Linked DNA regions of Mus musculus: all the other regions are linked to region 1. A link is a contact called in public Hi-C data. All regions are on one chromosome and are shown on one strand. Each heading gives the region's core, a stretch centred on a gene start, on an enhancer-like site or on the middle of the called end of the contact. The rest is flanking DNA. Distances are from core to core; before and after follow the strand shown.

What was found. Hi-C and Micro-C count contacts between places; a contact is called where the count stands out from the background.
Region 2: a Hi-C map of uterus shows a contact between it and region 1, with 7 times the contacts expected there. The contact joins the promoter of B3galnt2 here to the promoter of Sugct in region 1. A contact is called at or near these places in 2 of 39 promoter capture datasets (frontonasal cranial neural crest and pre-B cells) and 4 of 484 Hi-C or Micro-C datasets (B cells, CD4 T cells, cardiomyocytes and 1 more).
Region 3: a contact with region 1 is called in a Hi-C map of uterus, with 5 times the contacts expected there. The contact joins the promoter of Mrpl32 here to the promoter of Sugct in region 1. A contact is called at or near these places in 2 of 39 promoter capture datasets (cranial neural crest and pre-B cells), 13 of 484 Hi-C or Micro-C datasets (B cells, CD4 T cells, CD8 T cells and 7 more) and 2 of 9 other capture datasets (adipose tissue and liver).

The regions. Positions count from the first base shown.
Region 1 is chr13:17,693,352-17,696,123 of GRCm38.p6, forward strand. Sugct (succinyl-CoA glutarate-CoA transferase) reads right to left here and starts at 1,414. Exons shown (of 14, transcript NM_138654.3): 1 at 1,288-1,414. The coding sequence starts at 1,381. Mplkip (M-phase specific PLK1 intereacting protein) reads left to right here and starts at 2,062. Exons shown (of 2, transcript NM_025479.6): 1 at 2,062-2,469. The coding sequence starts at 2,134.
Region 2 is chr13:13,953,338-13,956,109 of GRCm38.p6, forward strand. It overlaps B3galnt2 (UDP-GalNAc:betaGlcNAc beta 1,3-galactosaminyltransferase, polypeptide 2), which reads left to right and starts at 1,337. Exons shown (of 12, transcript NM_178640.3): 1 at 1,337-1,582. The coding sequence starts at 1,468.
Region 3 is chr13:14,611,710-14,614,481 of GRCm38.p6, forward strand. It overlaps Mrpl32 (mitochondrial ribosomal protein L32), which reads right to left and starts at 1,328. Exons shown (of 3, transcript NM_029271.2): 1 at 1,183-1,328. The coding sequence starts at 1,309. It overlaps Psma2 (proteasome subunit alpha 2), which reads left to right and starts at 1,533. Exons shown (of 8, transcript NM_008944.2): 1 at 1,533-1,606. The coding sequence starts at 1,566.

The DNA.
Region 1 (2,772 bases), core at 164-2,663:
ACCCCACTTCTCAGCTTCCTTCATAAGGCAGATTATTGACTCACTGACATGTATGTGTGAATAAATATACATTCATAAGTATGACTGCTCAAATGCTAGATTCTAAGCTAGACAAAGAAAAGATAAAACAGAAATTATGGCCAGTAAAGAACAATATAAATGTTAGATAAGCTGTAGTGTGCAGGCGCTAAAATATCATTACATCCTGATGATGACATTATCCCTCCATGATTATACAATTTGTCTTCAGAAATAAGAAATGTGGTCGAGCCTGGGTTATGTATTGAAACCTTGTCTCAAAAAAACAAACAAAGAACAAAACAACAAAATGAAGCAAAACAAAAAAAGTCGAACTGAATTATCCAAGAATATAGCAGGGGCATGAAAAAATTAAACAACCTCACCCCCCCCCATAAGCCCTTGTGTTTATGTCTCCATTAATAAAGAATAAAGCTGAGGATATACTCTATAGTTATGTCACCGAAGATGTCAGAGACTGAAGGCCAAAATGCTTCAGAAAGATGCTATGGATGAATGAAAACCTTAGGCCAGGCGCTGAAGAGATGACTCAGTGGTTAAGAGCACTTACTGCTCTTTCAAGAGGATTTGGCTCAGTTCCCAGCACTCACAAGGTAGCTCACAACCACAATTTTCTCCAGTTCCAGGAAATCTGATTCTTTTTTGATCTCCAAAGGCATCAGGTACGTTAAATGGTGCATGTGCATACACGCAAACAATACACTCACACACACAAAAATCTAAACCAATAACCCCCTCACATATCCACGGTCTAATGTGATGAGTCCTAAAATCCCAAGTTGATTTTAGTATCTGAAGGAGTTAGGGAAAGACCACAAAACTCTTCTACAGGAATGTCTAAGACAGGTATCTTATGCAGAAGATAGCATTTTTTAATTATCCCGTTTCTTTATAATTACAAGATTTTTAAGTTTGGGGTATGTTTTCGTGGGTTTTTTTTTCCCCTTTAAATTTCTGTTTCTACTTCCTAACCTCGTCAACTTCCATTTTACAAGAACGTAAACGCAGGGTTCAAGTCCAGCATTAATTACTACAGGCTCGCTTAAGTTTTCAAGGCAGCAGTCTGCTTTCTAAAACTCAGCTTTTGGCGGGAGGTGCTGTTTCCTAAGTTACCAAACCTTGGGGGATTAGAAGCCAGGGGTGGAAAAGAGAAGCAGGGCACGACCATGGCCATGAGCCCTGCGACAGGAGCCCCCGAGGCGCGAGCGCTCCCCTCAGGGAGCCCGAGCGCTCAGTGTCAGTAGGTACCTGACTGCGGGCGGCCGGTCCACAGCCCCCTCCCGCCGGCCAGGCCTCGGCCGGGTCTCCGAAAAGCCACCGCCCTGGCCAGCATCCACAGCATCGCCCCTCAACCCCAGCGAGAGCGCCCCGCGACCTCCCTCCTTGACCTTAGGCCCCCTCAGCCCCGCCCCCCCAGCCAGCCCGGCCCCGCCGCCAGCCCCGCCCCCTCCGCAAAGACCCTCCCCCTGGTCGCCCTCGCACTCTTCCCCGCCCACCACGCCCTCCGCTTCCGCCCAGGCCTCCACCTCAGTCTCACTCGGCCCCGCCCCCTTGGACGATCCTGTTCAACCGAGTCTCTCGCCTCACACCCTTCGGCCCCGCCTCTTGGCTCATGGCCCCGCCCCCGAATCCGGCTGACGCTTCACTCCTTGCTTCCCGGAAGCCTCCAAGACGGATGGCCCTACCCCTCTGATCCGCCCTCTTCGGAACCCGCACGCCCCTCTCCCACCCTCACAGCCAATAAGGCCTGATGATCGGTTTCCTCTCTTCCGCTTCCGTCTTCGTGTACTGGGGGTCTCCGGGAAGACCGTTGACGACTGTGCTCGTGCTGCGGCCGGAGATTTAGTTTCCCCTTTACAGTCTTTCCTCCTCTCAGACACGCCCACCATTCTTCCATTGAGTGACCTGTTTACCTGCCCTCTTGCAGAAACTTGGTGAGATCGGAACCTTTGTGCAGCCGGAACTAAGGTGCGGTAGTCCGCTGGGAGCCGGAAGGGTGTATAAATAGAGGAATACCAGTTTCCTTCTGGCGGTTGATCGCAGAGGTTCCGGTGAGGCGTTCGGCGTGTGAGCTCTGCGGCTTCGTTTCCTGATATGCACCGACCGAATTTTCGACCCCCAACTCCTCCGTACCCCAGCCCGGGGATAGGAGGTTGGGGTGGCGGAAATAACTTCCGGGGTGCCCTGGGCGGGGGGCCGCGGCCGCCCTCCCCGCGGGACGGGTACGGGAGTCCGCACCACACTCCGCCCTGCGGGCCCCGGGCTAGGCCGTACGGGAGCAGCCAGTCTCCGCGGCACGGCGGCAACTTCTCGGGGGCCCGCTTCGGGTCTCCGTCCCCGGGCGGCTACCCAGGCTCCTACTCCAGGTCCCCCGCGGGGTCCCAGCATCAGTTCGGCTACTCCCCAGGGCAGCAGCAGACCTACCCCCAGGTAAAGACAATAGCTAGCGTTTGCCGAACTCTTCCTGTGATGGCAGACGTGATACGAAACATTCCCTTTCCGTGGATTGTTTAATCCTCCGATACTACGTTGGCCCAGTTTTGCAGATGAGTAACCTGAGGCGTAAAGAAATTATCTAAGACTACCATAAGTGGCGGAGCTCTAGTTCTCTGTCCACAGAAACTGCTCTCAGCCAGCATACCACATTCGTATACAAACTTCTTTAATCCTCCATTTCTTCTCCCACCCACCCCCAGAGGTTTTTATTTGGTTTTGGGTTTTTTGTCATTTATT
Region 2 (2,772 bases), core at 87-2,586, 3.7 Mb before region 1:
GCTATCTTAAGGGGCTGAAGAGATGGCCCAATGGTTAAGAGATCTGGCTGCTCTTCCTGAGCACCCAATTTCAGTTCCCAGTACCTACAGGGTGGCTCACAAACACGGGGAAACTCCAGCTCCAGGGGATGGGATAGACGCCCCCCCCCCCAGCCTGCACATGCGTACACACACAAATGAAAAAAAAAATCAAATAAAATCTTTTTAAAAAAGTCAATCTTAACAGTGTCAGGTTGAGGATATAGCTCAGTTGGTAGAGGGCTTGCCTAGTAAGGATTAAGCCCTGGGTTCCATCCCAAAGCACCACTTGTGGAGATGAAGACAGAAAGATCAAGAGTTCAAGGCCATCCTCTGCAGAATAGTTTCCTGTTAACTACGTGAGACACTGGGGGCGTCTGTGTGTGTGTGTGTTACTACAATTGCTTTTTTAATACAAAACCGCTACTCAGTGGCAATATGGTGCTGAGCCTGAGAGGTGGCTCCAGTGAAGTCCGCTCGTTTCCTAACGCTGGTTGGAGATGGATCTTTTGCAAACCCAGCCCTCACACATTTGGTCACCTCAACTTGGTGGGAACTTTTCAAAGTCATCTGGCAGCTGAAGCTCTCATTTCTGTGCTTCCCGACAGTTACCCTAGTGAGGAGCGCGTGCGCACCCAGGCAGCCTCCAGATCCGGGCTTCTCCTCTGTCCTCGCTTTCCATAGCAAGCCCCGGTGTTTCTCGTCCTCCTCACCCGCCGTTGCTTACTAGAGGGAAGCAGGAAACTCCCTGCTACTCGGCGCTCAGGCTCCCCGCTGCGCTTCTTATGGGATAGGTCAGGGGAGCACACTATTATTTCGTTGAGCGCTGAGGTGCCATACAAACCTGCCCCGACTGGGCAACTGCTCCTCGAGGTCATGCGCCCTGCAGCAATGTCCACAGCGGAGGGGGTCGTACAGCAACTTGAGCAGTTAACGTGCAGGTTCCCCGTGTGCGGTACCCGCCTTTACTACAGGGGAACCCTAGCAAGAAGGTGGATGCGCATGCTCAGTGTGCCGCTAAGGCACCGCGGCCGGATGAGAGACGCGCATGCTTCGTGTGTGCACTTCGCCTCCAGCGTTGCGTAGCAGCACGCATAGCTCTCTGGGAAACGTAGTTTCTCGGGCTTACAATCTCAGGCACGCCTCCCTCCTGGGCTCAGCGAGGGACTACCGCTCCCGCCCTTCCGGCAGACAGGAGCGTGCAGGGACGCGGACTGAAGGGCTGGGCGAGAGCGAGGAGGGCTGAACGGGTGGGAAGGCCACGCACGCGGGGGCGTGGCCTTGGCCGGGAAGCGGCCGCCGCTCGTGGTGCGGATCTAAGGAGAGAGCGGCGGAGACAACGCCAGGCGTGGGCGCGAACACTCCTGGTGGCACTCGGTGTTCTTAGGTCCCCTCGCTATTGGCCGGGACGCGGGAGAGCGCGGCGGGGGCGCGAGGTGGGAGCGGCCAATGCGAAACTGGCTGGTGCTGCTGTGCCCTTGCGTGCTCGGGGCCGCGCTGCACCTCTGGCACCTCTGGCTCCGTTCCCCGCCGGACCCCCACAACACCGGGCCCAGCGCGGCAGGTGAGGTGAGGGGCTGAGTCGCTGCGCTCGTGGGAGGCCGCGGGGGATGGCTGAAGGGGCACAGGGAGGGCTCGGACGTCCCAGAACGGACGGAACAAGCGAGTCTTTCTTTAGTGTCGGGCGAACCCAACTGTTCGTTTCTTATCAGCGTGTGCTCAGCGGCCCGCGTCGTGGTCGAGGGAGGGCCCTGGTCACAACTTGGGGCGCTTCTCTCCGAGGTGGGGTGGGGGAGCGAGCTTGCCGGTGCTGACGGTGTTGGCTTTGCGTGTCAGGACTCACTTTGCAGCGAGGAGGGACGGACTGTACTTTGTGGTCTCTGATCATGAGGTGAGTCAGGAAAAGACCTAGACGTGAACTAGGGTTCAGCTGTGAGTGGAGTCGCCCCTGTATTCTGCTTGGATAGCTTGCTAATTAAGGAGCCTAAGAATACCGGATTCTTCTTTAACTTCGCGTACATTTGTTCCCAAACTTCATCCATCGTGGGAATGAAATCTTTGTTCTCATTCGCCTTACAATCTGAAGGTGCGTTTGCCCACAGTGCGTATCCAGTGTTGTCCTGCCACCCTCAACACTACTTTCTTGTCTCCTGTGTGTCATTTTCAAGTTTTTCCCGGAATGCTTATATATGTCGAGAACTCTATAGCCATTTTAAAGATAGGGTAATGCTTTAATTTTTAACTACGTTAGGATTTATCTTACCATTTCATATCCAAACAGCTGTTTTCTTTTCAGAAAGTTTTAAAACAGTTCTTCACAGCCATCACAGAACCAAGTCTTATACCTTATTTAGCAATCCTCAAAACTCCGACTGTTACCAGATTACACTGGGGTTATTTTAGTAGTGATCTCTTTTCCTATTAGACAACCACCATTTTTTTGGAAAGGCTATTTGTGTGACTGAAAAGAATGACTTCCAAGTGGTATAATGAAAGTACATTATATGCGTATTTAGCTTGTGAGACTTTTACAAACTAGTTAAAAAAGGGCCGTACATACAAAATGCTTGGCCACCTAACATCTGTTGGGGTTGTGCTCTCTCTCACTCAAAGATGAGTGAGTTGCTGGAATCTACACGCAGAGCCCACTGTAGAATATATGTGACCTTAACATTAACAGTCTTTTAGCGTTCAACACAATAAACCTTGCCTTTGAGCTTGTGTTTAAGTAAGACTGCAAACAACTTTTGGATT
Region 3 (2,772 bases), core at 78-2,577, 3.1 Mb before region 1:
CTATAAATTATATGTGTTTGTGAGTATATGTGCACATGTAAGGTCAGAGGACAGCTTTCAGAGTTAGTTCTCTCCTTACGTCATACTGGCCATGGGGCTAGGACCCAGGTCCTGAGACTTAGCAACAAGGTCCTTTACTACTGAGCCATATGGCTGGCCTGACATAAATAGTTTTGAATGTTAAACACAACAAACATTAGTAATAATCCCCAGCTATTAAAATATACTAAAGCTCATATAAAAGGCAATTTAAAATACTTCAACTGGAATGCTTTCTTATTGCAAGCTACCAAAGCAGCCAGGCTACTCTACTAAGCATTTCCTCCGTATATAATCCGGGACACTGCAGTTCAGTAATAAGTAGTGTACAAGTAATCTAATCCCGAGACTCCCTACATTCACTCACATCACTGAGATGACTACAATGGTCATCTGTACCACACTATCCTGATCCAGTTAGGTCCTTTTTCTTTAAACCTGGTAGGTTCCTAAAGCCATTAAATTTTTCCTTAATATTTAATCTTAACCTGTGTTCTAAGAAAAGATTTATTATTTATGAGATTATCAAGTGTTTCACCTTTGTTTTTCTAAATTGCTTAGATCACTTCTTTACCCTTTCTTATGTTCTTCAGACTTGCGAACGTTCGTTCAATTCTTAGGACTTCTTACCACTACATAAACTGTCCAAGCACAGGCCTATTAGACAACGAATGGACTGAAATGATTATCTCAGGTAGAACATGGAGACAATTATTTATTATGCTGCGCTTGAGATATAATAAAATATATCTCTGTTCAGACTGGGCATTATCACTTTTGCGATACACTGTAAATAATACAGCAATCTCAAATTTAACGCCCAAGATACCAGGAGCTCGAAGCTAGCCTGGGCTACACAGTGAGTTCTAGACCACCCTGGCTACGGTGACAGTTTCAATAAATAAATAAATAAATAAATAAATACGAAGCTAGCCTGGGCTATACAGTGAGTTCTAGACCACCCTGGCTACGGTGACAGTTTCAATAAATAAATAAATAAATAAATAAATAAATAAATAAATAAATAAATAACCAATAAACAAACAAACAAATAAAATAACGAACCAATCAACCAACCAAAAACCACGCTACAACCCGGAAGCCCTCACCAACCCTCTTTCCACGAACTCTCTCCTTACGGACCCCACGGAGGACTGACAAAGCGACTCCAGCTCTGCTGCAGTTGCCGTTGTAGCAGCTCCCAGCACCTCTGGAGCGGTCCGGGACGCACCGGCCATGGTAGTGAAAGCAGCAGCAACGAAGGAGCCATGATCTTCTCAAGACAGAGCGGGACGCGGGCTGAGCGCATGCGTTAAGTCCGCCCACTTCCCCGCCTCCTCGCTCAGAGCATGCGCAGGCCCCTCTTGCGCATGCGCAAGGGTCAAAGACCGCTGTGATCCAAAAACTCCAACTCCCAGCTACCCCTAGGTGACTCTCCTCCAATCAGAGCAAAGAAGAAAAAAAAAATTAAAGGAAGCATACTTACTGCGCATGTGCGTGGCTGTGTTCCGACTTTCCGGGTAAAGATGGCAGAGCGCGGTTACAGCTTCTCGCTGACTACATTCAGGTATTCGGGGGACCCGCAGGTTCCATGCGTCGCAGATCACAGGAGCGCCCCAGACATGGTCCCGTGTGTCGGACCTGGCTGGTGTTTGCGTAGGAGTGCACGGTGACGGAGCTGGACTCGTAGCTTTGCAGAGTCATGTTCCGTGCCAGGCCTGGGCCCTGGCTGAGGCCGGCCGTGTTGCGGGCCGAGGGACGGGAGGCCCCAAGCCAAGCACTAAGCACTGGCTCTCCTTCTAGACTAGGAGAAGGGTGCTTTGAGATAGTCTGTTTTCAGCTGCTCTCTTCAGGTCCAGGATTTCTTTACTGGCCCGGCTAGGCCTGAGCGAGAGCTTTGTAAACCCAGACTCCTTATGGGACGTGTGAGACGTCCTTTTTCTTTTGGGAGATCCTTATTTGCTGTTAAATCTTAGTTTTAGTCTCTGTTTAGCAGCGATGTGCTTTGAAGCTCACACTGCTTTCGGTTTCGCCTGTGCTCCTGTAGAAGCTTAAGAAGTATAAAATGAAGGCGCTGATTTCCTGTCAAGTTTTTGTGGCACATGCAAACTGATAACCTCTGTATTTTGCTTGATCCACTAACAAATTGCTTTAAAACGATTTTAGACCCTTATGTTTTGGGAGAAAGAATTAAAGAGTTATATATATTTTCTCAAAGTGCAGTTAAGGGGAACTATTGTTCCCTGTTTAAGAAAAAACCATCATGGATGAACTTAGACAAAGGACTGTGTTTTGACCATTTTCTTTCTTTTTTTTTTTTTTTCTTTCCATTTTTTTATTAGGTATTTAGCTCATTCACACTTCCAATGCTATACCAAAAGTCCCCCATACCCACCCACCCCCACTCCCCTACCCGCCCACTCCCCCTCCTTGGCCCTGGCGTTCCCCTGTTCTGGGGCATATAAAGTTTGTGTGTCCAATGGGCCTCTCTTTCCAGTGATGGCCGACTAGGCCATCTTTTGATACATATGCAGCTAGAGTCAAGAGCTCCGGGGTACTGGTTAGTTCATAATGTTGTTCCACCTATAGGGTTGCAGATCCCTTTAGCTCCTTGGCTACTTTCTCTAGCTCCTCCATTGGGAGCCCTGTGATCCATCCATTAGCTGACTGTGAGCATCCACTTCTGTGTTTGCTAGGCCCTGGCATAGTCTCACAAGAGACAGCTACATCTGG